Linked DNA regions of Sus scrofa: region 2 is linked to region 1. Evidence: chromatin contacts called from public Hi-C data. All regions are on one chromosome and are shown on one strand. Each heading gives the region's core, a stretch centred on a gene start, on an enhancer-like site or on the middle of the called end of the contact. The rest is flanking DNA. Distances are from core to core; before and after follow the strand shown. Region 1 overlaps MAPKAPK3 (mitogen-activated protein kinase-activated protein kinase 3). Region 2 overlaps DOCK3 (dedicator of cytokinesis protein 3).

Region 1 (6,869 bases), core at 3,197-5,696:
ACAGCCCCAGCAGTAGGGGCAGGTTTTGGGGGGATGAGGTAGGCCACTCAGTGCCTCCCCAATCTCTCTGTACCTCAACTTTCTCTCAGTTCCCCACCAGAAAGAGGAAAGCAACCCTGCCTAAGAAAGCCACAATCACCCCCATCATCTTTGCTTTCCTTGTTAGCACTCAGTTGCAACCCATCAGATAGTGTAGGCAGCTCTTCTCTGCCTGTCCCGTGGGGTCTGGACCTTCTGAGGACAGCAGGAGAAAAGACAATCTTGAAGCCACTCTTCCATATCAGAGTCCAGTCATGGACCTTAGCAAGCTATTTGGTTACACTGAGCCTTGATTTCCCAACTACAAAAGGGGGTCATACTGAAAGATTTGAGATAAATTATGTGTCCAATACTCCATAAACCTTTTTAAAGCATATCAATTCTTGTTCAAATTAAATCTCAGGAGAAAATCCAATACACAAAAGAGCTCTTTGGGAAACAGAGGCCACATCCTACGGCTCCAGGGAATCCAGTGTGAAAAGATCTGACTCTGGGGCCACCTGAAGAGGCCATACCAGCAAAAGGAGGTGGACAGATTGTCTGACAAACTAGCATCAAGAGCTGGTTGTATCTCTGGGGAGGCAGATGTGGATATAGGGAGGAGGGAACACATCCTCCACCCATGAGATTGGCCTGGGAGCATGTAGAGAAAAGCTGCCACCAGATAGCCACTGTCTCGTCCCCAAGACCCCCACCCTGACTTCCTACAGGAGATGGGATGAGGAAAGGAGAGACCTCCTTGCCATGGCTGCCTCTCATTCACTAAACAGACCTGTCCTCTGTTCCTTGCCTGGCACATCCCATTCCTGCCTCCTCATGTTGCCTCGTCCTGTACCTGCCAGCTGCAATGCCCTTTTCCCAGGTCTTTGTCTATGAGTTTGCCCTTCAAAGTCATGTGTCACCACCTCTGAGAAGCCCTCTATGATTGTCTCCAGCCAAAAGTAGCATTCCTTCCTCTGCCCTCCTCTGGCTAAGAGATTGAGGGCTCAGTTTCTCCATCTGTGAGATGGGAAGTGTGAGGACTAAATCAATGATCCAGGCAAAGCCCCCGCATGGTCCTGGCATACGATAGGCCCTCAGTAAATGGTAACTGTTTGTTATGATGTTGTAGTCCCCACCTACACCTAGGCAGGACCACAGCTCCCTCAGGCTCCAGCAAACAGCAGGCATCTACTGAATACTCACCAGGTGACCAGCAGGTGGCCCCACACCCCAATTAACCTGCCCTGACCAGCTCCTCTGAGCGCCAGGAAACTGGCTCCCTTGAGTCACCAGCTGCCTTCTTCTGGTCAGGGAAAACAGAGAGGGTAGAGCTGGCAGAGTCCCAGTAGTGAGTGTGTCACCTAGCAGATACTTGAGCCACATTGGTGACCAAGGCCTTTGGGCTTGGCCACCTGTCCCCTTCTCCACAGCAGCCCTGCCCCACCTTTGTGAGGATTACTCCCATGTAAGAGGTAAGAAAATGGAGGCCTAGCAAAGTACATGAGCTCCTGAGTCCACAGGGCATCCTCACAACCCACCACCCAGTGAGTGGCAGCATGTCAACCACGGGTGCTAAGAAGATCTGACCCCGATTAATCAATGTCTCATTTTACTGGTGGGGAACCTCAAAAAGCGGAACAGCCTTGCCAGATGCTTCAAATAAACCAGAGCTGAGATCTCCTGGCTCTAAACTAAATAATCCCACCCTACCCCACACACAGGGTGGGAGGTGAGCTTCCCAGACCCTTCCCCACTTGCTGGCCTCAATTCCAAGGGGTAAACATTCTGGCTGTGCAGAAGGACAAAGGGGGAGATTTTAACCTGCTTGGTTTGGGGGGAAGCTATGAGAACCCTCTGGGGATGCAAAGGCTGAGCCCAAGCCAGCCAGGTCCAGAGACAGCAACCCAGGACCTGTAGAGAGAGGGAGTTTTAGGCAGTCCTGGAAGCATCAAGACCCCTGCAGAGGTTGCAGCAAGCTGCATCTTGAGGCTCAATTCTGATGCTGCAGTGGAGGGGCTGAATCGAGGGCTGGCGTGGAATAGCAATGAGCCGGGCCACTGGAAGCCGGCCAGCACCAGGTTTGCAAGACAGAGAACTCCGCTGTCAGCTGGGTCGTGGGGAGCATCACTGGGAGGAAGCATCACACACGCGCACACACACACACACACACACACACACACACACACTCATGCATGCATGCACACACACGTGAATACACCTCTTATGGCCTCTTTACTGAAAGCTCCCAGGGAAGCCACATGAAGCCCATGCAAATGTGTGTGTTGGAATAGGCTCATGTGAATGACCGTGTGTCCCCTTGGCTTCTCAGCTCACCTGAATACCAACTAATTGTCAGGATTTGTTCCCATTTCACAGACAGCTACATCGAGGCCCAGAGAGCGTGACTTGGCTGGGCATCCAGCCTTCCAATCCTGGCTTGTGAGAGTTGTACCTGATGCCATAAACCTGATGCCAAGGCCCTGAGCTGTGCGTGTCACTGGGCCAGGCTCCTACGGGGTTCTTGCCAGAGGTCACAAAGATGTGGGAGACATGGCGGCAATCTTTCCACCCCCTCCTCTGCTAACCACCTCTACTACAACCCTCCCCACCTAGTCACAGGAAGGGGCATGCCCTCTGCAACACCAATGGGCCAGGTATGGCCAATAAGAATCCTTCCCTCGGACTGGCATGCAGATAGCTGAGCAGATGCCTCCCTGCTGGGACTGCTCAAGCTCTGGTCTTGCATGCAGAGAAGGAAGTACAGGAGGAAGATCAAGGCCAGCCCCCAGGAGAAGCACAGCCAGGCAGAGCTGAGGGGTACAGAGTCCCTCTGTCTCTAAGGCCCTGACCCCCACGGTTCTGCCTTCAACCCCGCAATTTATTGGGCACCCTCCCCAGACACTGGAGCATAAATTCCCTCTTGGCCTTAAACTGCCCAATGACACTTCCTTCTCAAGTCAGTTCCTTCTTTCATAAACCATATCAAGCCCATGATTCAGCGTGGACCTGTGTGATATTTTGTCCTTCTCGCTCATGTGTATCAACTCCCCAAGGTGAGATTCTAGCCACAGATTTCACTGCTGCCTTCCTTGCACTCAGCACAGGGTCTCAGGCAATGGGCCCTCTGTAGCCCAGCAAGAGTTGGTCTCTGCAGCTCTGGGACCAGAGACTCTATCCGCCTTTGCATCTGGCCAGCATTTCACCGAACAGAGTACATGATGAGGGTTGGTCTAAACCACAGGCTCTGTGAGGCCCCTAGGAATCATCTGGAGAGCCCAGAAACCCTTTAGAAATGTAGCCATGCTCCTTGAAGCCCAGCTGGAATCAAGGTCCAAGAAGCTCAAATGATGCTGTTCTGGAGAGCAGGCCCTTGGGAATGAGACCCCATGGGTGGAGAAAGTCTGACTCTCTGGGTGGAAAGTCCCAGAGGTAGGTTTGGGGCTGGACTGCTTTTCCCTTGAACAATTTCAGGTACTTCTCTCCTTCCTGTCAGCAAGGATGCTGGGACAGCAAATGGGTGGGGGGCACAAGCCATGCACCAGGCACCCCACTAAGTACTCCACACATCATCTGCCCAGATCCTCCAGAGGACTTCCCCACAGTTGAGGAAACTCAGGCAGGAAAGCTTGAAGACTTGTCCCAGGTCGCCAGGCTAGGAAGCAGCACTCAGCCCCGGTGCGCTCTCCTGCCCCTGCCTTCCAACGGCACCGTGCCCTCCCCCACAGCCTGAGGGGAAGGGAGGTGGGGGGGGGGTGCGCCGCTGCGGTTACCAGTGCCATTGCCTGAGAAGCTCTTGGGAAACCGGAAGGACGGGAGCTGGGAATCTGCCACAGTCGGGGCCCCCTCCAGCCTGCCCGCAAGCGCTCCCAAGGCTGAGGGTGCTCTGTCGCTGGAGTAGTCAAAAGACAATCTCCAGCGTCCCGCCCCCTCCCCTCCCCGACATTCTTGCTGCCAAATGAAATCTGGCAGCTTCTGAAAATAGCTCAGCGCTGCAGCAGGCGCTCTGCCCGCCCTTCAGCAGGCTGGCACACAGCTGGGGGTGGCCACTGTGGGCAGACGCTGGTACGCACCGGGCCAGGGATGGGTGTCACACACACAGGGCAATGGGGTGGCATAGAGCCGACCTTTCCATGCCTGGTGAGGCCAAGGTGGCCCTGGAGTGAGGTTGGCATGTTTACCAAGCCTGAGGCACACTCTCCAGCAGGAATGAAATCACTGGTGGGTGTGAGCACGTGCCCTTGGGCCACTTTTGTCCACTCATGTAGACAAAGAGAAACCCGGAACCAAGGGAAAATGCCAAACTATTTTTATTAATACCTGTATGTAAAACCCAGCATTGTTGTCCTGTCTGACGTGGCCTAGGGTTTCCCAGCCAGTGCAAGAAGGGTCAGGAATCAGGAACCAGGCTAGGGTATCAGGCACTTGCCAGGCCTAGATCAGGCATTCAGCACCCTGAGGCTGTCTGGGCAGTGTGGGGTGGATGAGCCTGGACCAGCATGGAAGGGGCCCTCTGCTCTGACTAGGACCAGACCCTCTAAGGATCACACAGCAGCTCTCCGCTGCCTTGCGTCAGATCTGGGGTATAGAAAGAGACCCCTGATTAACAGGGGGACTCTTGGCCCTGCCCCCATTCATCCACTCTCACAAAAGTGCACCAAGAGACAACCCTGGTTATCAACCAGGACAGAAGAGTGGATGAACTGTTAAGAAGAGGCTTTCCTGCCTGGGATCTGGTGAGCAGGTGGGGGCAGGGTAACCGTACTGGCTTGTGTCACAGTGACATTTTCCAAAGTAAAAAACAGTTAAAAAATACCTCCCACCCTATTGAGATGAGAGGCCACTCTTTGGGTAGAAGGCAGTAACAGCACGTCTGGGCCCAGGGACTCTGTGGAAGGAGAATTCCCAGGGCCCTGTGCAATGGGGTTGCAGCAAGTCAGGGCTGGACCACTCTGGGCAGCTGGCAGACTGGCTCTGCGGCCTCGGGGAAACCAAAGAAGGGTGAGCCTGAGAGGGGCAAGCAGCACAAAGGAGAGAAGCCTCCCCAAGAAGGCAGGCAGACCCTCAATTGCCCCTTCTCCCTCCCTTGCTTACTCACTCAGCATTCAGAGACAGCAGTTCGGTCCCTGGTCACCATGACAACCAGCAGCCGGATGTCTTTCCCAAGGCCAGGCCCATCTGCCCACCCTACAGGGAGCTGTTTCCATGGAAGGAGGGAAGCCCAGCCACAACTCCCAGTGGCCTAGAAGTCTACGGCCATGCCCAGGGCAGGACGGAGCCACAGTTCATTCAGGCTGCTCTGGTCAAAGGCACTGCAGCGGTAGCTGGTGGCTCCCTACCCCCAGGCTTTGACCCTTCTCTAGGGCCTGAACCTAAGCAGGGACTCTGAAGGATGGAGGTCACGTTCCCTTATCCTGAAGTTCCGAGTGACAGATTAAAACACAACAAAATAATCCTTCTGTTAAAAAAAATGACTCTGGGCCCTCTGGGGGTCCAGTGTGTCCTCCAGGATGAGAGGCCTGGCCCCTCCAAGGCCACATGAGCTACTGGTTGTTGCAGCCCTGTGAGGCTGAGGAGCTGCCTGCCTGCTTCTTCCTCCGCTTGTTGAGGAGCCGGTTGTTCGAGGTCTTCAGGTCCTTGATCTTCACCTGGTCATAGTCCACCCGCATGGTTGCCAGGGCACTGGTCATTTCCTCCTGGGGACGGATGTTGGGGGAGGACAGATGTACTGACCCCAAGAAATGTCACCCTCCTACCTGGGTAGCCCCTTAATAATGTTAGTGATGGCAGGGACCACCTTTGCTGCCCAAGTGCCCCCTGTGTACCCAGCACTGGACCCATCCCTTTGCCTCACGAAATCCTCGATCTAATCCATTGTGGTGGACACTGAGCTCATTTGCTAAGGCAAAGAAAGGATAATGACTCCCTCGGACCACAACAAGGGTAAGTAGGAAAGGGCCTTGGACCAATGTCACTTGTTCAGAACCACAAAGCCTGCAAGGGGATGCCGTCTTGCTGGTGCCTGAAGATTGTGCCCTGGTTGCCCTGGGCTCCAAGCTGCTGCTTCATATGCTCAAATCTGGCCTCTGCTGAGTCTGAAACCAGGCTGATCACCCTCCCAAATGCTGCAGACTATAAGAAGGATGACGGCCAAAACTTGGGGCCAAAGCCCCTTCACGGAGCCCCTGGCTCAAACCCCTCTTCACTTAGGGAGAGAGCCAGAAGCACAGCCTGAATGGAGCAGTGCAGCCCAAAGCTCCAAGTGCCGTAGTCAGGCCACTGGTGCACTCAATGACACAAGGGCAGAGGGGGCCGAAAACCCAGGTTCAGGGTAGTCATCACTCTGGAGTCCCTCTCTGCAAAACCATGTTACCTACAGAGAGCTTGAGGGGTAGTCCACCCACCTTGACTTCATCCCAGTGGTCTTTGTCCTCCTGCAGCACTCGGGCCGTGTAGAGTGGAGTCTGCGGCACCACCATTGATTGCTGGAAGGAGCCCCAAGTCCATAGATGAGACCCTGCAGGCACCGGGGACAGCATGGGCTGTCCCATCCCACCCCCTTCCTTCCAATCTCAGATGGGGAAACTGAGGCTCAGGGAGATGAAGGAGCCTGATGGGAGCAGTGGCAAAGGCAGGCTGTAGGTGGGGCACTACCACACATCTGTGGCCCACACCAGGGCCTCCAGAGCTGTCACCCCTCCTGGCAGCCCTGCTCAAGCTCATCACCCTGCCCGCCTGAGGTCGAAGAGGCGCTCACGTTGATCCAGGGATGGTTCATGAATTGTGAGATGGTCAGCCTCTCCGTGGGGTCTGTCTTCAGCAGGAGGCGGATCAGCTGCTTAGCTAGAGAA
Region 2 (6,869 bases), core at 2,305-4,804, 500 kb before region 1:
GGGCAGAAGGAGGGAGAGCTGCACTGTGGGACAGCCCGGGGCGGGAGGCAGGGCACGAGCTGCAGGAAGCTCATGGGAGGGAGGGCTCCTTACTCACGGAGGCAAGATGCCAGGGCAGGTGGGATTTTGGAAACAGCCATACCCGAAAAGAGTCCTGAAAGGTCTCCCTGGGTTACTGTAGTAGAGAAGACTCGTAGGCAATCTATGTGGGTACAGTGACAACCAGGGCAACCAGCCAAGGCAGGAAAAGGCACAGCTGGAAAGAAGGTGCTCATGGAGAACTGGTGAGAGGCTGTAGGTGTGTGCCAAGGACTAGGGCTATGGGTGCCACTCAATAATTTTAAAAAGAGGGTGATCAGGTATGTGCTTTTGTATAATCACGTCCATCAGCTGGGAGAATCAGTCTAAACATTGTCCAGTGTCCAGGGGCTATTAATCGACCCCTCTGGCAGCAATTCCTTTGCAACTGTGTCAGCAGAAGATCATTCTGACTGCACTTTTTTTTTTTTTTTTTTGTCTTTTTGCCATTTCTTGGGCCGCTCCCGTGGCATATGGAGGTTCCCAGGCTAGGGGTCTAATCAGAGCTGTAGCCACCGGCCTATGCCAGAGCCACAGCAACGCCAGATCTGAGCCACATCTGCGACCTGCACCACAGCTCACGGCAATGCCGGATCCCTAACCCACTGAGCAAGGTCAGGGATCGAACCTGCAACCTCATGGTTCCTAGTCAGATTTGTTAACCACTGAGCCACAATGGGAACTCCCCTGACTGCACATTTCTTAAAACCTCATGTTCTGTTTGGTATAGGCTAGGTCTCAGGTGGAAGGTATGAAAGGCACACCCTCAACCCTCCTGCTCTGCCTACCTCACAGCTGGTCAAGAGTGAGCGGCTGGAGGAGGCTCTTCTGAAACCCTCTGGTTACATCTGTCTGCCTGCCTACCTGCCTCACCAGATTCACTTTGACAAATGGTGTTAGGCACTGGCAGCCCCTCTTGGCATGTGTTCAGAGGAACAGAGAGAGAGGTCCCACAGGGCCAGCCCTACCTTTCCCAGTATAGGGAACATCACAGGCCAGGCTGTAGATGACCTCGCCTTTATAGAACAGTATTTCTGCCCATTTTTCACTTCTCCTACTATAGGTGAACTCAACCAAGGCTAGAACACATGTCCAGATGGATGAGAACGAAAGGGCAATACTGGAAGGGAAGTCAAGGTCAGGAGGAGCAAGGAAAGAGACATTTCTAAGTCCCTTGCCTGAAAAGCAGAAATGACAAAGAAGGTAATTGTGACAAATTGGCCTTTTCATATCCACTCACAATGTACAATGGTCACTAGCGTCTGTTCGTGGATCAAATGAAGAGAAACAGAAATTCTCTCAAGAAGAGAGGGCTGGATGTTTTCCTGTTTCCATGCAGATTAGTAGATAATCACATTTGTGAAGCAAGGCAGGCAGATGGTCCAGAGAAATCAAGCTGACAGAGCTAAAGTAATAGATGGCCTATGTGTTCAGGGAAGGTGAAAGAGTAGCCTAGCCTTCTGGGGAAGGCCCAGCAGGAGGGAGGCACATAATGTTGACCTTGAGGCTTGCTGTTGGTTTCAAGTTTGCTCAGGTGAGAGCGCCAGCATCCCCACATAAGACAGATCTGGCTGCCACTGCTTTACACTTCGTTCTTGCCATTTCCAAGGTAAACGGCTACCTCCGCTGAACTTATTCCAGTTGCCAGAGATGAACTCTGCAGCTGAGGGAAGGGAAGGCCAGACCAGGCAGATTTTGTCCTCATGAAACATAGCTCCTCGTGTGGGGATGAGAATGGACTGACTGAAGGCTGACATATCCTAACACCTCTTGTTATTTTTCTTGTTACTGGCATCCTTGAAACCACATTTGAACATTTAAACTGTCACCTGTGAACATTTCATGAATGGCTCAAGGTCAAGTTCTATGCTAGGTCCTATTTGTCAAAAAGCTCTGAAAGCCCCGAGATAATAATGTCCCCTGTGACATGGGCATAAGGGTGGGAAGCAGGTGGAACCACGCTGGAGACTTCTTGTTTGGCAGGGACAAAAATGGGGGACATGAGAGCCAGATTTTATAATACCCAAAATGATGATGTTTTGGAATAAAATCTGGTTGATGATGTTCAAATTGTGGGACTAGGAGTTCCCACTGTGGTGCAGTGGAAACGAATCCGACTAGGAACCACGAGGTTGCGGGTTCAATCCCTGGCCTCACTCAGTGGCTTAAGGATCCGGTGTTGCCGTGAGCTGTGGTGTAGGTTGCAGACATGGCTCAGATCCCGAGTTGCTGCGGCTGTGGCGTAGGCCAGCAGCTGTAGCTCCAATTAGACCTCTAGCCTGGGAACCTCCATATGCTGCAGGTACAGCCCCAAAAAGACAAAAAAAAAAAAATTTTTTTTTAAAAAAGAGAATTGTGGGACTAAGCAAGGAGAGTAAAACAGCAATAAAGCATAATTTGCAAAGATAAAATGAGAAGGAAATAAGTTACAGGGCCAGACTCATTAGCTCATCAAAGGACTTTCTAGAGTTGCTTTTGGCTTCTATTTCTTATACTATTCCTTCTTCCTCTTCTGTTGACCTCTACCACTACTGCTGCTGTAGGATCTGTGCTGGGCGGGTAACAAATATACCACTTCTGAAATGCCTGGGCTGAAGGGTCCCTAGAGAGAGAAGGAGGTCCAGTCTCCTGAGGAGATCCTCTGCTCATTCACATTCTGCTACCAGAAACACTCTCATGGAATGGAGTTGAAGCCTTCTGGGGATCAACATTAGGCAGAGTGTGCTTGCTGTCCCTGTCACTATTACTAATTCCTACAGAAATCATTTTTCTTTTTGGTCTAGAATGATTACTGCCCAGGAAATGTGCAAGTTGACCTGCGTTACATCTGAAATGGGGTCAGCCTGGACTCTGTTGCTTAGCAGGCTTTTTTTTAAGGAGCCATTAGTCCAACTGACCTTCAATAAGATAGCAAGCTTATTTTTCCTCACTGGCTAAAGCAATTTCTCCAATAACTCAGGATCCCAAATACATCAAAGGAATCCTATGAACTTTCCCAGCTGCTTCTTGAGATTCATGGACACTGAACCTTAGAAAGATACTGGAACTGGGGACAATCAGAGCTAGTCTCAGGTCTCAAATGCAGTCCTAGGACACTTCCATCAGCACAGCTTCATTCAGGTCATCTGAGAACACTGAATACCTATGGGCTACAGACTACGAGCCCAGGGTGAGTCCTCCTGGAGCCTGTGGGTAGTGCTGAATAAAGGCAAAAAAATCGCAAATGTTCAACTGGTGTCAGCATATCTGTGCTCAGTCATTCCTTCCACTCTGTTTATATCCCAGCTCAACCTTTCCAGCAATGGAGAAAAATGGCTATCATCATCATGAGCCAGAGAACTGGCCGCCTAGGAAAGGCTTTCCACAGCCAAATCCAATGTTTGGCAGCTCCTACAAACCCTGGGAGCACAGGGGACTATCCTCTGAGTTCTCTCAGATCCCCTGTTCTCCAAGCTGGCTGCAAAGCCTACAGTTCAGCCAGGGGGAAGAATGATCCTCTTAAATGCCAAACACCAAGAGGTCAGCATACTGTTGAAGTCAGGGCTGTACTGATATCCAGTCTGGCTGAAAATAATCACAACGGAGGATTCCAGGCACTGGAAACAGAAGTGGAAATGTTCCTAAACATAGCTATGGGACATTCTCAGAGCCTGGTCATTTCCTGCAGGAACTTGGGTTGATTTGGTAAGAAAACCACCCTCATGTATTCCAGGTAGCAAAAAACAGTATAACTGAAAAAAACAGAGTCTAAAGTTGGTAGCTGGTCCAGTGCCAAATGCCCTTCATTGACTGGTCGGTCCTCCAAAAAGTACTATTCAGTAGAACAGGGAAGAATTAAAAAAAAAAAAAGGTTTATACATAAATTCTGTATAAAACATGATAGAAGTTTTTATGACTACCTGAGTGGACTCACCCGAAGGAAGAAAGGAAACTTCCTGCCATAGAAGCCAACACGAAAGAACTCAGGCTCCAGGCGCTGTTGCTCCATGATGTTGTCATAGTAGCTGGCCTCCATTTTCTGTGAACGAAAAAGGCAGTTGCCTTCAGGTTGGCTTGACTGCTAGTGGTGTCCAAAGCAAGTTCTCCCAGGCCTAAGTAGACACTGTCTTTTAGAAAGAGAACATGGTGACTCAGTCTAGATAGAAAGAGAGCTCCTGGCCGTGATCAACCTCTCCCCATGGAGCTGCCTGTTGGAGAGGAAGCCCTCCCTCTCCATTACCATTCGATGGTGCAGCAGGGATAGGCTTGCTCTCTGCAGCTCTAAGAAGCTGCTCAGTGTGTCCTTCCCTGGAAGTGGACCCCACCCCACAGAGATTTATGCTTCCTGGACTTTCATAGGCACATGTTTAACATGGACTTATTTTTCTGTCCAGGGATTTCTGGTTTTGACTAACACACACTATACCAGTTGACCCCTGACTATTGTTACTTATAGGTGGCTAACAGCAATTCTCAGCACCATTTTCCACCAGTCCAACTGCATTACTTTTGTCCATTTTATCATCTGACAGAAGATGCTAACAGAGTGAGAGTGAGGAAGGCTTAGTTACCAGCATCACTAGTACTGGTCCCAATTTGGGAGATTTTAAAATTTATTTTTTTGGCCACGCTCACAGCATGCAGAACCTGCCAGTGACTGAAGCTGAGCCACAGCAGTAACAATGCTGAATCCTTTTTTTATGTTCTGGCTGCCCTGTGGCATATGGAGTTCCTGGGCCAGGGATCAGATCTGAGCCACAGTTGCAACCTACGCTGCAGCTGTGGCAGTGCTGGATCCTTTAACCCACTGTGCTGGCTCATGGACTGAACCTGTGTCCTGGTGCTGCAGAGATACCAGTGATCTTGTGCCATAACAGGATTTCCACAATGCTCCTTAAACCCTAGGCCACCAGGGAACTCCAGATTATAAACTTTAAAAGTTGAACTATGCCATGATGTCTGGCACTACTAAGGTCAATAAGTTTTTTAGTCCTGGCGGACCTGGTTTCACATTCAGAAAAACTCACTGAAATTTGACTGGGAAGACAGCTCTAACACACTTAGTCAAGCCAGACTGGCAGGGAGCTGAAGCCTTCAAAGCCAGCTAAAAAGCTATCACTGGAGAACAATATCTAGTAGACAGGCCCAAACCCTGATCAGGATCAGGGAATCCAGCAGAGCTAGCCATGCTGACAAGGGCGCATAAGGAGGAGGAACTGAGATGCCTGGCTTCTCTTTGCCAATAACCTAAGCAGCTGTTATGATTCAAAATCCAGCAGCAGCAAGTGGAAAAATTTTGGGTGGAGACCTTCAAAGTCCATTTACTTAATTTTGCATCCGAAAAGGGAATAAGAACTTCCCTTTCTTGGGTATTTGGAAGTGACCACAAGCCAAAGCAGAGAAAGATCTTATCATGTTTTCCAATGAAGCATCCCTGAACAAAATCATTTCAGGAAAAGCTTCTTCATAAAGTCAAGATGCCACCTCCTCCTTGAAACCCTCATCCTATCCTGTGTATGCTGCTTCTCCCTTCCTTGAGCACCAGTGGCTCTAGGGGTGTGAATCACACAATCATTTGTCAGGTGTGTGTTGTGGTTCCCCAGCCAGAATGCAAGCATCTCCAGGGTAGGAACCCTGGCCTCTGCTTCTTCTATACTGTCCACAGCACTAAGACAAAGGCTGTACCCACAGTAAATGTTCCCTTAGAAGCTCGTGCCAGGAAAGTGCTAGCACCTCCAGTCAGGTTTAGGCAAGGGGAACGGGAAAAGCTTACCCGAATCCAGCTGAGGCTCTGATAATCATAGAGGCTCTCATACTGACAGGCCAGCTCCCTGCACAGTGGGATCCCAAACTCCCAACTCTGCGTCAGAAATAGAACATGGCTTTAGCACTTTATACATCCTAGGGACAGCCCAAGCCCATATCAAACACATCAGAGGGCATAATCAAAGGCCTCCTACAATTCATATGTCACAAAGAACATATGTTCAAATCCAATTTGTGGAGAACACACAGCACTGTGGCTTTCTGGCTCAAGGCATGGCTTTCAGGTTTCTACTCAAATGTTTGCACCTGCAAGAGGCCTTTCCCTGACTACCTTATCAGGGACAGGCACTACCTCATCCATTCTTCTTCATTACTCTGAAGTTATCTTATTTTGAAAAAGTATTTACTTAAAAAAAATTGAAGTATAGTTGATTTACAATGTTGTGTCAGTTTCAAGTGTAAAGTGATTCAGTTACATATATGTGAATCTTTCTCAGGTTGTAGGTTATTACAAGCTATTGAATACAGTTTCCTGTGCTATATAATAAGTCCTCGTTATCTGTTTTATGTAAAGTTCTGTGTACCTGTTAATCCCAGACTCCTAATTTATTTCTCCCCCTCCTTTTCCCCTTTGTTAACCATAAATTTGTTTTCTATGTTTGTGAGTCTTTTTCTATTTGGTAAATAAGTTCATTTGTATCATTTTTTAAAGATTCCACATATAAGTGATATCATATTTGTCTTTCTGTGTCTCACTTCACTTAGTATGATAATCTCTAGGTCCATCCATGTTGCTATAAATGACAATATTTCATTCTTTTTTTATTTTTATGGCTGAGCAATATTCCATTGTGGGGTGTGTGTGTGTGTGTGTGTGTGTGTGCGTGCGTGTTTATCTCACATATTCTTTGTCCATTTATCTGTTGATGGACAATTAAGTTGTTTCTATGTCTTCTTGGCTATTGTAAATAGCACTTCTACAAACATAGGGGTACATGTATCTTTTTGAATTATAGTTTTGTCCAGATAGATGTCCATATGATCCA

What was found. Hi-C and Micro-C count contacts between places; a contact is called where the count stands out from the background.
Region 2: a contact with region 1 is called in a Hi-C map of heart right ventricle, with 2.2 times the contacts expected there. The contact joins two enhancer-like sites. A contact is called at or near these places in 4 of 47 Hi-C or Micro-C datasets (embryonic fibroblasts, fetal skeletal muscle, heart right ventricle and 1 more) and 1 of 2 datasets of contacts at active chromatin or transcription factors (alveolar macrophages).

The regions. Positions count from the first base shown.
Region 1 is chr13:33,123,263-33,130,131 of Sscrofa11.1, reverse strand. It overlaps MAPKAPK3 (mitogen-activated protein kinase-activated protein kinase 3), which reads right to left. Exons shown (of 11, transcript NM_001143717.1): 9 at 6,776-6,861; 10 at 6,423-6,503; 11 at 4,312-5,714. The coding sequence ends at 5,562. LOC110256233 (a long non-coding RNA gene) reads left to right here. Exons shown (of 2, transcript XR_002337537.1): 2 at 2,398-4,834. Among named protein-coding and RNA genes, the nearest start is that of DOCK3, 25 kb to the left of the region's middle. Within about 2 kb of position 4,446, at least 27 of the 83 cell types and tissues checked have an H3K27ac peak or open chromatin away from gene starts, as enhancers often do.
Region 2 is chr13:33,625,791-33,632,659 of Sscrofa11.1, reverse strand. It overlaps DOCK3 (dedicator of cytokinesis protein 3), which reads right to left. Exons shown (of 55, transcript XM_021068838.1): 40 at 5,831-5,917; 41 at 3,992-4,096. Among named protein-coding and RNA genes, the nearest start is that of MANF, 29 kb to the left of the region's middle. Within about 2 kb of position 3,554, at least 4 of the 83 cell types and tissues checked have an H3K27ac peak or open chromatin away from gene starts, as enhancers often do.